2 separate regions of the Mus musculus genome follow, and region 2 is linked to region 1. Evidence: chromatin contacts called from public HiChIP or PLAC-seq data. All regions are on one chromosome and are shown on one strand. The core of a region is the stretch at or near the end of the contact, and the rest is flanking DNA. Distances in the headings are between cores, read along the strand shown. Region 1 holds the start of Cspg4b (chondroitin sulfate proteoglycan 4B). Region 2 overlaps Arl15 (ADP-ribosylation factor-like 15).

Region 1 (5,789 bases), core at 1,715-4,214:
AACAACTCAAGGGTGAAGACACATTTACAAACATTGTAAAGAGCTACAAGGCTAAGCAACAGGTCACACACCCTCCCCTTGCAGGTGCACGCACATGCGCTTGCGCGCGCACACACACACACACACACACACACACTTCTTGGACAAGGGCCCAGTCAGCCTTGTTAGAATGCAAAAGCAATAGTTGACAAGAAGATAGTCAAAATTAGAAATACTGAAAACAAAACAAAAATAAACCACTGGTGGTGATAATATGGCTCCCGTGCAACATATATCTTGTTACCTTTAAAAACCGGCCAAGAACAACAGTATGGCTTACACATAGAAACAGCTGAGCCCTGTACACTAAAAGGACCTTTACTAGACAGTATCTATTGCCAGACAAAGGTGGCTTCTGCTGTGGTGACCTCTCACCCTGAACTCTTCACAGACTAAGATCAGTGCTCACCTTGGACGATTCAATTGTTTAAGAACACACCCTGAATTATACAAGGCAACAAGGGGGAGGGGAACTAAACTCACATTACACATGCAGTAACTGAGGAAAATATTCTCAGGGCTGGAGGGACAGCTCAGCAGTTACAAGCATGAACTGACCTTCCAGAGGACCTGGGCTCAATTCCCAGCATCCACATGGTGGCTTTCAACTTATCTGTAACTCCAGTTGTAGGGGGCCTAATGCCCTCTTCTGGTCTCTTCCACCATCAGGCACACGTGGTAAAAAAGACATACATGCAGGCAAAACACACACAGCCACATCTGTGCATTACTGTAGATGACCTGTAGAGAGTTGAGCCTGACTGGGGTGGGGAGGGGATGAAGTAAAGACAGACAGACAGACTGACAGAAAGAAAGAAAGCTGGGGTCAGATTGCTGGAGCTCTCTTCTGCAGAAACCATGGCTCACAGAGGCTCAGCACATTTGTTATATAAAAAGAACGGAGAGACACCGTTATTGCTTACAGCTGAGCAAGAAGCCAGAGTTATCACATACAGATATAAAAGTAGGCGGGGTTTGTGGTATCCAGCTGGATCTAAGAAGACAGGTGTAGTTAACAGAATGTATAGGGGTGCAGTCTTCAGGCCAAAACTGGGTGGGGTGGGGTGTGGTTGACATCTTCTCTCATACTATCAACATCCACACATGGACCAGAGGAAGGCTTTGCCCTTTCCCTCTTAGCCTTGCCACAGGGATAGGGGAAGGCTTTGCCATTCCTGCATGGATCTGAGGCTCTGGGATCTTTGACATGAGGAAGCCCAGGGCTTCCTCTTCTCCCTATAGCCCATACACATAAAATCAAAGAATAACAATTAAACTATTCTCCCAGGCATCACAAAGTAGATTTCGAAAGATTTGGGCTTACAATATTTGTCCTGCTGTCCTGACAGCTTGAAGAACATACATGTTACAGCGCGTGCTGCGGGATTCTTAATTCAACAAAGAAGCCACACTCCTAACCTTAGGGAATATTGTGCCCTACTGTCTCCTACCCCACTAACTGCGGACATAATGGATAGGAAAGGCAGGAAATGGGTGTTTATTGACCATTCTTTGGCTGCTAAGCAGTTGTTTTAGTTAAGCCTCGTGGAAGATGTTATTATCGTAGTAAATTTACAGAGGCCCAGAGTAGTAACTGAGAACAGAATATAGCCCTTGGGTTTGAAGTTCTCCCTCACTGACTCTTAATCCGTAAACTTCTCTTTGCCCCCATACTATTACTGGCCCCCTGTCTGAAGCCATGTGGGTTTTTCTTCCAAAGTCCATTCACTGCCCTTTGGAGTCTCTCCTCTTAGACTCAACACCTGTTCCTTCAGTCAGTCACAGCAGCCAACAAGCCTCCTCCGACCCTTTGCCACACCCACCCTTGGAATCAGTCATGAAGGGGCAAGGCAGCCTGCAGATGAGGACCTAGGAAATATGAAGGAGGATAAAGAAGGAGTAGAGCTTTTCCGAGCAGCCTGAAGAAGTGGAAGGGTGAGGCATCTTCAAGAACCTAGAAGGCCCTTGGACTCCAAAGAGGCCAAATGACGTCATCACGCAATGATCATGCAAGCAGCGATGCTGTTCGGCCACTCTGAAAATGAATTTAAATCCTGAGAATTTCATCTAAATACTATGCACATGCAACACGTGTGATTTAGAATTTCTTTTCCCGTTTAAAAACAAAGTCACCTGGAAGTCATTTTTGAATTGATGTTGGGAAGGCCTAGGAAGTGGAGCTCATAAAAGTCCAAAGAACCACGTGTTTAGTAATCTGGAGGGAGGCAAAAAGCCAAGGGGGGGGGGGGGAATAAAACACTAAGTATTTGAGCTCAGAAAAGTTAAGGTTCCCTACGGTGCAGGGACAAGAAACCAGGGGTCAAAGACTAGCCCAGGTGAACAGAAGGTCCCCCACTCACTGCATTTCACGTGAGACCAAAGAGCTCCAGACCCAAACTGAAAAGATGCAGCCGGGCTGCCCGCAGGAGTCGGCCATTCTGCTGGTCGGGTGGCCGACCTTAAAACTCAGTACACCGGGAGGAGGTGGGGCACAGGCTGGGGCTGGGAGTTGGAAGGGGTCGGCCGCCAGCAAGCCTGTGAGCAGGGCCGCGTCGCGTCCTCCCCTCTGCCCAGCTTGGGGACAAGGGGCCTGATCGCGCCTGGGGGCCTGAGGGACCGAGGGCCGCGCGCCCTGCTCGCCCAGCCTCCGACTCGACCGGACCGGACCCGACCCACACTCCTACCGGCCGCCCACCCTCTCCGCGTAGCGCCGCTTGGCTCGGCCCGCCTCGGGCGGGGAAGGGAAGTTGGGGCGCGTACCTCCGAGCCCCCCGCGCGGCCCGCAGAGCCCCAGAAAGGCGGTGAGCAACAGGAGGCCGCAGGCCCCGGGCCGCCCCATCCCGCCGCGCCGTCTCCGGGGCCCGCGCCGAGCTCTACCTGCGCGGCCCGCGACCCGCCTGCGCGCCCCAAAGCCTGGAGAGAGGCGGCGCCCCGCGCGACACGACGGGGCGGGGCACTTCTGCGACCTGCAGCTGTTGCGCGGGATCAGAGCCAGCTAGATCGAAGGCTCCAAGGCAGTGCAGGCTACAAACAGGACAGGGAGTCGGTGGTCCCCTCCCCTGCTTGCAGATTTGAAGTTTAGTGTCCCTGGGTGGAACGGGGAGCTCCGGGCAGCAGGCTGAGGGGATAGAAGGGCAGGACCTAGGCTGGCCTTGAAACAACCTGTCCCTATGACCACAGCACATCCCAGGGGGACAGTGGGTTTTTCTCAGCCTTATCCTAAAGCGGGCCTTCTGTGTAATGTTTGTGAATGTGTGTTGGATGAGCAGAACACGGTAGGAAAGAAGTAGCCTGTCATTTCTTTGCAAATGTGAGCCTTACTTTTAGATTTTTTTTAAAGCTCAGTCCGAGTTAAACCTTTGAATTTCTGGAGCAACTGCCTGTCAGAATAAGGTCTAAGATTTTATGTGTCGATATCACGTCTTACCTTGGGAGCCATGATTACAAGTCACAGGGAGGAGACACCCCCACACAAGTAGAGTCCAAGGAGATGGTTGGACCAGACGATTCCAGGGCTCTCTAAAACCAGCTTCCCTGGGCTACATTTTGCGATGCTCGGGGTGGTCAAAATGGCAGCTCTCCAGCTACCAGGATAGTCAATGTTAGTCCTGCTTTGTTCTTAGCAAAACCAAGGATGACTTCATTTCCCACCCGTTCCATTCTTGGTTCTTTAATAAAGTGCTTTTTAAAGCAAAGAATCACATTTTGACCTTTTCTGCAGCCGAAAATCTGTGAGGCCTCTGTTCCACTTCTAAAAAGAATACGTTTCGTCCACCCAGCAGCCTTCCATGATCCTGGGAACCTCGCCCTCCTTTAGAGAAACTGTACTCTCTGCCTGCCTCACCATGTGTGGGAATTAGGAGTTGGCATCCACTTCTAAGAACCCCCTCTCTGTCACGTGATGGGCTGGGGTGGGTACTCGTGACTGGAGCAGGGCCAGGCAGTTTCCAATCTGAAGATTTCCACTGAATGCATCTAAGGAAGAGGGCCTGCAACTCTCCGGAGTGGGAGGCAGAGAAACTATGAATGGCTCTGACTTTTCTAATAAGCTAGCGCACAAAAAGAAGACAGGACCTAGAAAAAGGTTGTAGCTCCACCTGGGGTCTACTACCTCCATGAGCCAGCCCTGAAACCAACTGTTCCTTAATCATTTCACGGACGTTTTTGCATAAACCATTCACGTCCACTTTTAACCGAATCTCCCTGGAGTTAAGTTCCATACTTAACTTATTACCAAAAGCAACCTGTCAGTGTGAGCCCAAGCATGGTAATGTGCTGGTGTGTATATTGGTGGCCTGTTTGGTGGCCTGTCACAGTGACAAGTCATCTGACAAAAACAACTTATAGGAGAGTTGGCTGATTTGGCTCACAGCTTTGGTGGTTTCAGTCCCAGGTCAGCTGCTTTCTCCCCATTTTAGGCCTCAAGTGTAGCAGAAAATGATGGTGGAGAGGCAGGGTAGAGAGAGGTGTTTCCCTCATGGCGACCAGGGAGCAGAGAGCACAGCAGAGTCCAAAGATAAAAATATATCTTCAAAGACACTCCCACTGACCTACTTCCTTCCCCTGGGACCCCACATTCTAAGAGCCCATTGCTGTAAAATGATCAGTGGATTAACCTCTTATGATTCAATGCCAAGAGTGCAACCAGCTGAGAACACATGGGTCTTTTGTGGGCTGGAGTGGGGTGTAGTGGGAAATACTTTGTATCCAAACCTTGTCCGCAAGACATATTTGCAAGCCCGGAGACAAGCAACAGACTTCTAATTGGCTTCCTCTACAGGTAGAATTCTACCCCTAGCCTCTCTACACTCATCCACGTCCAGTTCTCTTGTGTCTTCTCTCCTCCAAAATGTGCGTGTACTTTGATCAAGCAAGGCATGGCAATCCACAGAATAAGCAGCCAAATGGGGCTAAGCCAAAAAGAATTACAATTTCTAGAGAAAACCTGCTACCTTTACTACTTTGTTTTCCCACCGTTTACAGCCCAGTGTAAATAAAGGACAACCCAGACCTTTGTTTCTTCCTTCTGAAGATCACACCAAATATCTGGAGCCCCAGGCTTTAGCTTTCTGTGGTGGTTTGAACGAAAATGGCTCATGGGGAGTGGCACTATTAGAAGGTGTGGCCTTGTTGAAGTGGGTGAGGTCTTGTTAGAGGAAGTGGGTCACCTAGGGTAGACTTTGAGGTTTCAGACCTTCATCCTAGGCCCAGCAGCCCATTCTTCCTTCTTGCTGCCTGAGGATCTGCATGTAGAACTCCCAGCCCCTCTCTAGCACCATGGCTGCCTGCACCAGCTATGCTTCCTGCCATGACAATAATGGACTGTAAACCCCTCCCCCGACCCCACCCCTGAAACATTTTCTTTTGTAAGAGTTGCCATGGTCATAGTGTCTCTTCGCAGCAATAGAACCCTAACCGAGATACTTTCTAAATGTTGCATTCAGAATGTAAATCGATGTTAGCCCGGGCTGATTCTGTCCTACCAAAGCACCGAAGTTACAATGTGTGATCAGGTCTAGTATAGCTGAAAGGGTTAATTTAGCTCAGGCTCTGTGGGTATGTAGAATCTGAGTCAGTCCAAAAGCACAAACAGCCTCCCAAAGAGGCCTTATCAATGTCTTCCAGAAGGGGTTCTATGCAATTGTCATCTCTAAGAACATGGCTTGGTATCTGGAAAGACCTCTTACAAATGTAAGCTGGGGTACTAATCTTACGAGGCCTATGTGTCTCCTTGTCTAGATTGAAGATCC
Region 2 (5,789 bases), core at 1,987-4,486, 560 kb before region 1:
AGTCAATACAGAAACATAAAGGAGGATTTTCCCGGCTTCTTTGGGAAGCAGCCAGTTAACATGTTCAGGAAGAATGCCTCAAGTCATGAAGGCTTACACATCTCTGGCTATGACTCCCAGACCCCGGCACTGAAGAACATCCAGGTCTGCCTTCCTCTGCAGTGAGGAGACCGCGGTCTATACGAACATGCCTGGGTTCCTACAGCAGAGAGGTCAAAAGCCCTAAGGGAGGCTCCTCAAAGCTCAAGGAAAGCCAAGGAAACTAGCACCTCACCTCGTGGCCTTGGTTGTTTTGTTTGTTTTAGACCTAGCACACAAAGTCAGACAACACAGGAAGAAAGGAACAAATAAGAACCACCAGCTCAGGAACGTTTTAGTGCTCTCGCTCTTAAGAGAAACACAGTATGTATCTTCATTCCACGTGAGATGGCGGAAACTCTGACAGAAGTGAATGGAAGTTACTCAAGAAATTTTAACGGTGGAATTAACTACAAAGCATAAATCCCTAACTAAGAAGAAAAGCAAACGTTAAGATCAATTCTATCCTAAATATCCACCTTACACCCATTTTTAATACTTAAAATTAACAAACTTGTTTCAAGAAAAGCACTTCCATATTCCACTTTAAAATGTTGACAATGAGCCGGGTGTGGTGGCACATGCCTTTAATCCCAGCACTCAGGAGGCAGAGGCAGGCGGATTTCTGAGTTCGAGGCCAGCCTGGTCTACAAAGTGAGTTCCAGGACAGCCAGGGCTAAACAGAGAAACCCTGTCTCGAAAAAACCAAAAAAATAAAATAAATAAATAAATAAATAAAATAATAATAATAATAATAATAAAAATGTTGACAATGCTTTTAGAAAATGTTAGTTAGTTAGCTAGTTAGTTAGTTAGTTAGTTAGTTAGTTGGTTTTGAGGCAGAGTCTCTTGTAGACCATGCTGGCCTAGAACTCAGCATGTAACTGCAGTGAGCTTGAGCTGACCATCCTACCTCCACACCACAAATGCTGGATTATAGGTACCCAGCACATTCAGCAGGAAACCATTTTCTAAATCCTATCAATTCTCTCTTTAAATCAAGTCTAATAATCCCTTTCACTTTGTAGGTATCCTTAAAGTCAATTTCTAGCTAGGCCTGAGGCCACTGCTCTACTATCCCAGCTACTTTGGGAGACTGAGATAAGAGGGTCCCAAGTTCAAATCCTGCCTGGGGTAGAGTGAGTACAGAGGTGACTTGGTGGAATGGCATCTCAAAATAAGGGGCAAAAAGAGGGCCAGGGGCACTGCTCAGTAAGAGTGTTTATCTAGCATGTGGAAGGAGAGGGGAGGGACAGACAGACACACACACATGCACCAATTTCTTATCTCACTTTTCTTTCCGGGGCCTCATCATTGTTCGAGAGGAGGTTACTCTATGGCAGACACCAGAGAAGGCGCTGTACACGAGCGGAGTACCTCATCTAATCCACGCACTTCTGTGGACAAAGGTGCATCATGTCCTTGTTGTATAAGGAAGAAAACGGAAACTGAGATGAACTAAGTCTTAGTCACTGGCTGAACAGAATCCACCTTACATAATCCACGGAGTGCTCTTTCAGACGCTCGCGTCACTTGCTGTCTAAAGAATGCAGTCTTAACTTCTGCAGACTTCAGCACAAGGTGCATGCTGGGAAGGAGACCCATCCTCCATTTCACCCCCTCCTTGGAACTCTTCAGCTATCTCAGCCTCTCTTCCCATAAACCCATCCAGTGCCTTCCTTCCTGGACTCTTCCTGAACCCAGTTCTAACTCTCAGCGCCCTCCCTCCTGTGACTGACTTATCCCACGACTGTAACCTCCCCCAAAATAGCAGAAATGATTCCAATGCCAGATAAGGGTCATATATGCTATAAGCAATCTCCGGGGGCGGAGGATGGGGGGGGGGGCGGGAAGGATGTTATCACAAACTAGCTTCAAAAAGATGGGAAGTGTTCCAAACAAACATTTCCCATCATTCTCAGAATCAAAGCTAAACTCCTCATAACGACAAGACACTACCCTCATTGTCCACATCCACATGTCCTCTGCCCCTCCCCTCTTTCCCTTGCCCCCTAGTTTCTCCAGCCATACTTGGCTGTTTCCCTGACTGAGCCAGCTCTCTTAGTTTCAGAATCTGGGCTGTCTTCTCTGCCCAGCCTACTTACTGATTCCCACCCGGTAAATTCCTCCCCAAGACTTATTAAGCACTACAAGTCTTACGAACACCTGATATCCCTGTGTGGGCTTATTGATTTGCTAACTGTGGGTCTTCCCTTCTAGAAGAAGACATCAATAGGGGTGGGGTTTGCACGACTCCTAAGAAGGAAGGTATCTTTCACACACCAGGTGCAACATAAATAGTTGCAAAATAGCTCAAAGGCTTGAGTTTGCCTTGCTCCGCTCTGAATCCTATTAACGAGAGATGAAAAAGGCAGGAGGAGATGGAGAAAATGTAATACAGGAGTTAGAAGGGAAAAAATGAAAGGGTTCCTATCTCTACTCTCAGTAAAATAATTTCCGAGAAAGCCTAAGAGGAGAAGAAGAATGTAGATGTGGGCAGGGAAATATTTTTCAAGAATAGTGATAATAAGTCCGAGGAGACAGCTCAGAGGGCAAAGGCACATGCCACTAAGGAAGGTGACCCGAGTTCAATCTTCAGAACCAACATAGTGGAAAGAAATAATCAACTCTCCTGCAGCCTGGCCTCTGACCTCGACACACAGACCTGTGACGTGTGCATGCACAAATATGCGAACTCATTCATGCCTGCAAGCACGTACAAAATAAACATGCTTAAAGATGTTAGACAATAAAAGAAAGGAAGCCGTAGAGGTGAAGAAGGGACTCCCCTGTTGTTTAAGAGGTTCCCGAAATTCCTGAGGCATAGCAGAGGACATTAGAGCACAAGAACAGGGGATGGGTTTCTGTCAGGCAGCCTGGAACAATCAATGGCTGGGACTAGCATTTACATCTCCTGGGGCGTGGGAAGTGTGGACAATGCCTGGGCAAGGAGCCAAGTTGAGCGGGGAAATGCATGCATCAGGTACAATTGGGAGAACTGGTCGACCTGAAAGAGCCCGGCTTTTCAAAACCCAGTTAAAAGTAAAGAGCTAAAGAGCGTCAACAACCTGATTCTGCAGTCTGATGTGGGAGGAACAAGATCATGAAGGCTCTGGAGGGTATGCAGGGGAAGGCCTATGAGGGAGAAGACAGTAGGAAGAACTGGGGATGTGAGGAGGAGGGCTCATAAGGCTCACAGATAAGGAGCTGCCTCCAGTGATAGCAGGAACACTGAAGATGAGAGGCAAGGGTACGAGGTGCAAAACAGGCAGAGTCAACTGGGAGTTCCTCTCTAGCAGGCATCTGTAGTGAGGACAAGCCAGCTCTGAAGAGATGGAGAATTACAAACAGGCACAAAAGGATACAAAGGTAGTCTTGCACTGTTAGGTAACTTTGCTTAAAGTTTGTTTTCAACCCAGCCCTATACTAAATTAAATCACGTTTTCAACATACTAAGCACGACTCAGAGAGCCTAAAGAAAACCTAATACTGTGAATCAGACAAGAACTAAGGAAAAGGTTCAGTTAGGGCGGTCAAGATGGCTCAGAGGGAAATTGCTTGCCCTCCAGAGCTCATAGCAAAATACAAAGAGAACTGACTACACACACACACACACACAAAAGCATGCGCACACACCCTGAATAATTTTTTTAAATTGTCCAATAATGTATTTTGAAATGGCTATCAACACCCTTCTCCTAATCTAAGGAAGAAGGATGGAGCCAAGAAAATTCAGACTTTATATTCTGAATGCTATACTATTTACAAGCCCTAAGGTGCCAACCTCTGTTGCACACTAAAATCACTTGGGGAACATTACAAACCCCCAACACTGAAACATTACAAAACCCCAAGTACAAACCCCCAACACTGAGTTACTTGGCTAACCTAGGGGTGAAGAAGGCTCGCCCTCAGCCTTGTATCTGTCCCCCTTCCCTTTCTCACTGCGGGGATGGCACCTGGTATCTCAGATGTGTTACGACGCTCTGTACCCAAGCCGTGAATGTATTCATTACAAACCTGCGCCACCGCCTTTACCTAGCCACCAGTCTTTGTCACCCATGTGATTCCAATCCCAGGCACGGTTGACACACTGACGCAGAACACAGCTCCTAAGCATACTCTACATAAGGCACAAATTCATGGAAGAAAAGTCAGGCCCACAAAACTGTTTGATGAATAAATTAAAAACGGTCATCTAGAATGTACTCAGAGATATGCAATACTATCAGCCCATTGAAGATAGATAATGTTCTGCACTACAGACCTAGCATTGAGGGCTACCTGGATAAATGACACAACACTGTGTTAAACTTGTGAATGCACGTAACATGCTGGAAAAAAAAAATTCAACACTACTCCAGGCGAAAGATTTGCTGGGGAATTGAGTAGAATTCCCCAACTGTGGAAAGTTCTTCCATTTCCCCCATTGAGCTACTTTGTTGGCTCGGTTCATTTCTTCAGAGCCTTTCAGTTGCAAAAGCGCATCCAGAAGTTTTGAAGTCAAAGTTTGCAGACTTCTTTTTAGAAGGAATGCATTTGCTGCTCTTGACACTTGTTTCTAAGTTGCCTTCCGAGCTTTGATCAGCAGGTGGTTAATAAGGACACTACCCATATTCCAAAGGACCAGACTTCAGTGTAGACACAAGTGGTTTCTCTGCCAAGGTAGGAGAAAAGATGGAAAAACTAATTTTAAAGGTACAGTAGATTACACCATTGAGACAAAGGAGGGGCTTGTTTAAAAGTAGGGCACATTATAAATGCATATGTCAGCTTAAGATATCAATGGGGTTCTTGTTTATCCAAGTTAGCAGATCTTTCTGAAATTTCCTGAATCTTTTAAGATCATTAATGGGGGCTGGGTGGGGGATGGGTGGGGGCTATGATTGGGATGCAATGTGAATAAAAAGATAAATAAATTCTGGAAAGATAAAACAGGATTGTCATTTGTTACTTAAAATGTGCAGTACAGTACCACTGTAAGAAAATGGAACTTATGGCTTGGAGCTCTGAGCCCGGCTCCTTTTGCTTCAAACTTAGAGAAGTAGGGTTTGTGCAGATAACCTAAGTGAGTTGTCAAATGAGAGGTTTGCTGAGTGTAACACAGAATTTGTGTACAAGTGATTGAGTTCTTAGATAGAAGAAAAAGTTTCATAAACATAAAGGTTACATTCTGAAATATGAGATTATCACCAATATTATAGAAAAGGGATAAATGCTTCTTAAATCTAATTTTAACAAAGTTTGTATTTTAGTGATAAGGAGTAAAAAGGAGTTATCGACTTCATGACAAAATGGCATGTCTTATGTTTTGTTTCATTTTCTGCTTTATTTATTTGTTTTGTTGTTTTGTGACTAATAACTAAATCCTGTAGATACAGTGTCAACTCATGATACTTTAGTAAAATTTTTTTAAAAATCACTAATGAGAGCTGAATGGTAGCTGAAAGAGCCAAGAAAAACAGAATATGTATAAACACCTTCTCTTTCAAAAATAAACGATCATTTAGGTTCTCTATGCAATAGCGATGGTGAGCCCTCTACCCAAATGAGACGACAGCGCTCCTCTGCCAGCTTCCACAAGAGAATGGTCTCAGGACCTGTTCTCAGCCTCAAGAGGTGCTCACAGTTTTCAGCTTGGGGACCTGCAGTGTGGCTAGTCTACGCATGTAATGACTTTAATTTACTGCACAATTTATATTTGATGTATT

The links. HiChIP or PLAC-seq counts read pairs in DNA pulled down with a chosen protein or histone mark.
Region 2: an H3K4me3 HiChIP or PLAC-seq map of embryonic stem cells shows a contact between it and region 1, with 5 times the contacts expected there. The contact joins the enhancer-like site here to the promoter of Cspg4b in region 1. A contact is called at or near these places in 1 of 484 Hi-C or Micro-C datasets (cortical neurons), 4 of 115 datasets of contacts at active chromatin or transcription factors (embryonic stem cells, extraembryonic endoderm stem cells and stem cell-derived neural progenitor cells) and 1 of 9 other capture datasets (embryonic stem cells).

What each region holds. Positions count from the first base shown.
Region 1 is chr13:113,290,345-113,296,133 of GRCm38.p6, reverse strand. Cspg4b (chondroitin sulfate proteoglycan 4B) reads right to left here and starts at 2,964. Exons shown (of 10, transcript NM_001378698.1): 1 at 2,800-2,964. The coding sequence starts at 2,878.
Region 2 is chr13:113,848,073-113,853,861 of GRCm38.p6, reverse strand. The region is part of intron 1 of Arl15 (ADP-ribosylation factor-like 15); the gene reads right to left. Among named protein-coding and RNA genes, the nearest start is that of Arl15, 56 kb to the right of the region's middle. Within about 2 kb of position 3,236, at least 22 of the 459 cell types and tissues checked have an H3K27ac peak or open chromatin away from gene starts, as enhancers often do. A contact at or near this core is called in embryonic stem cells and extraembryonic endoderm stem cells, where this site is marked.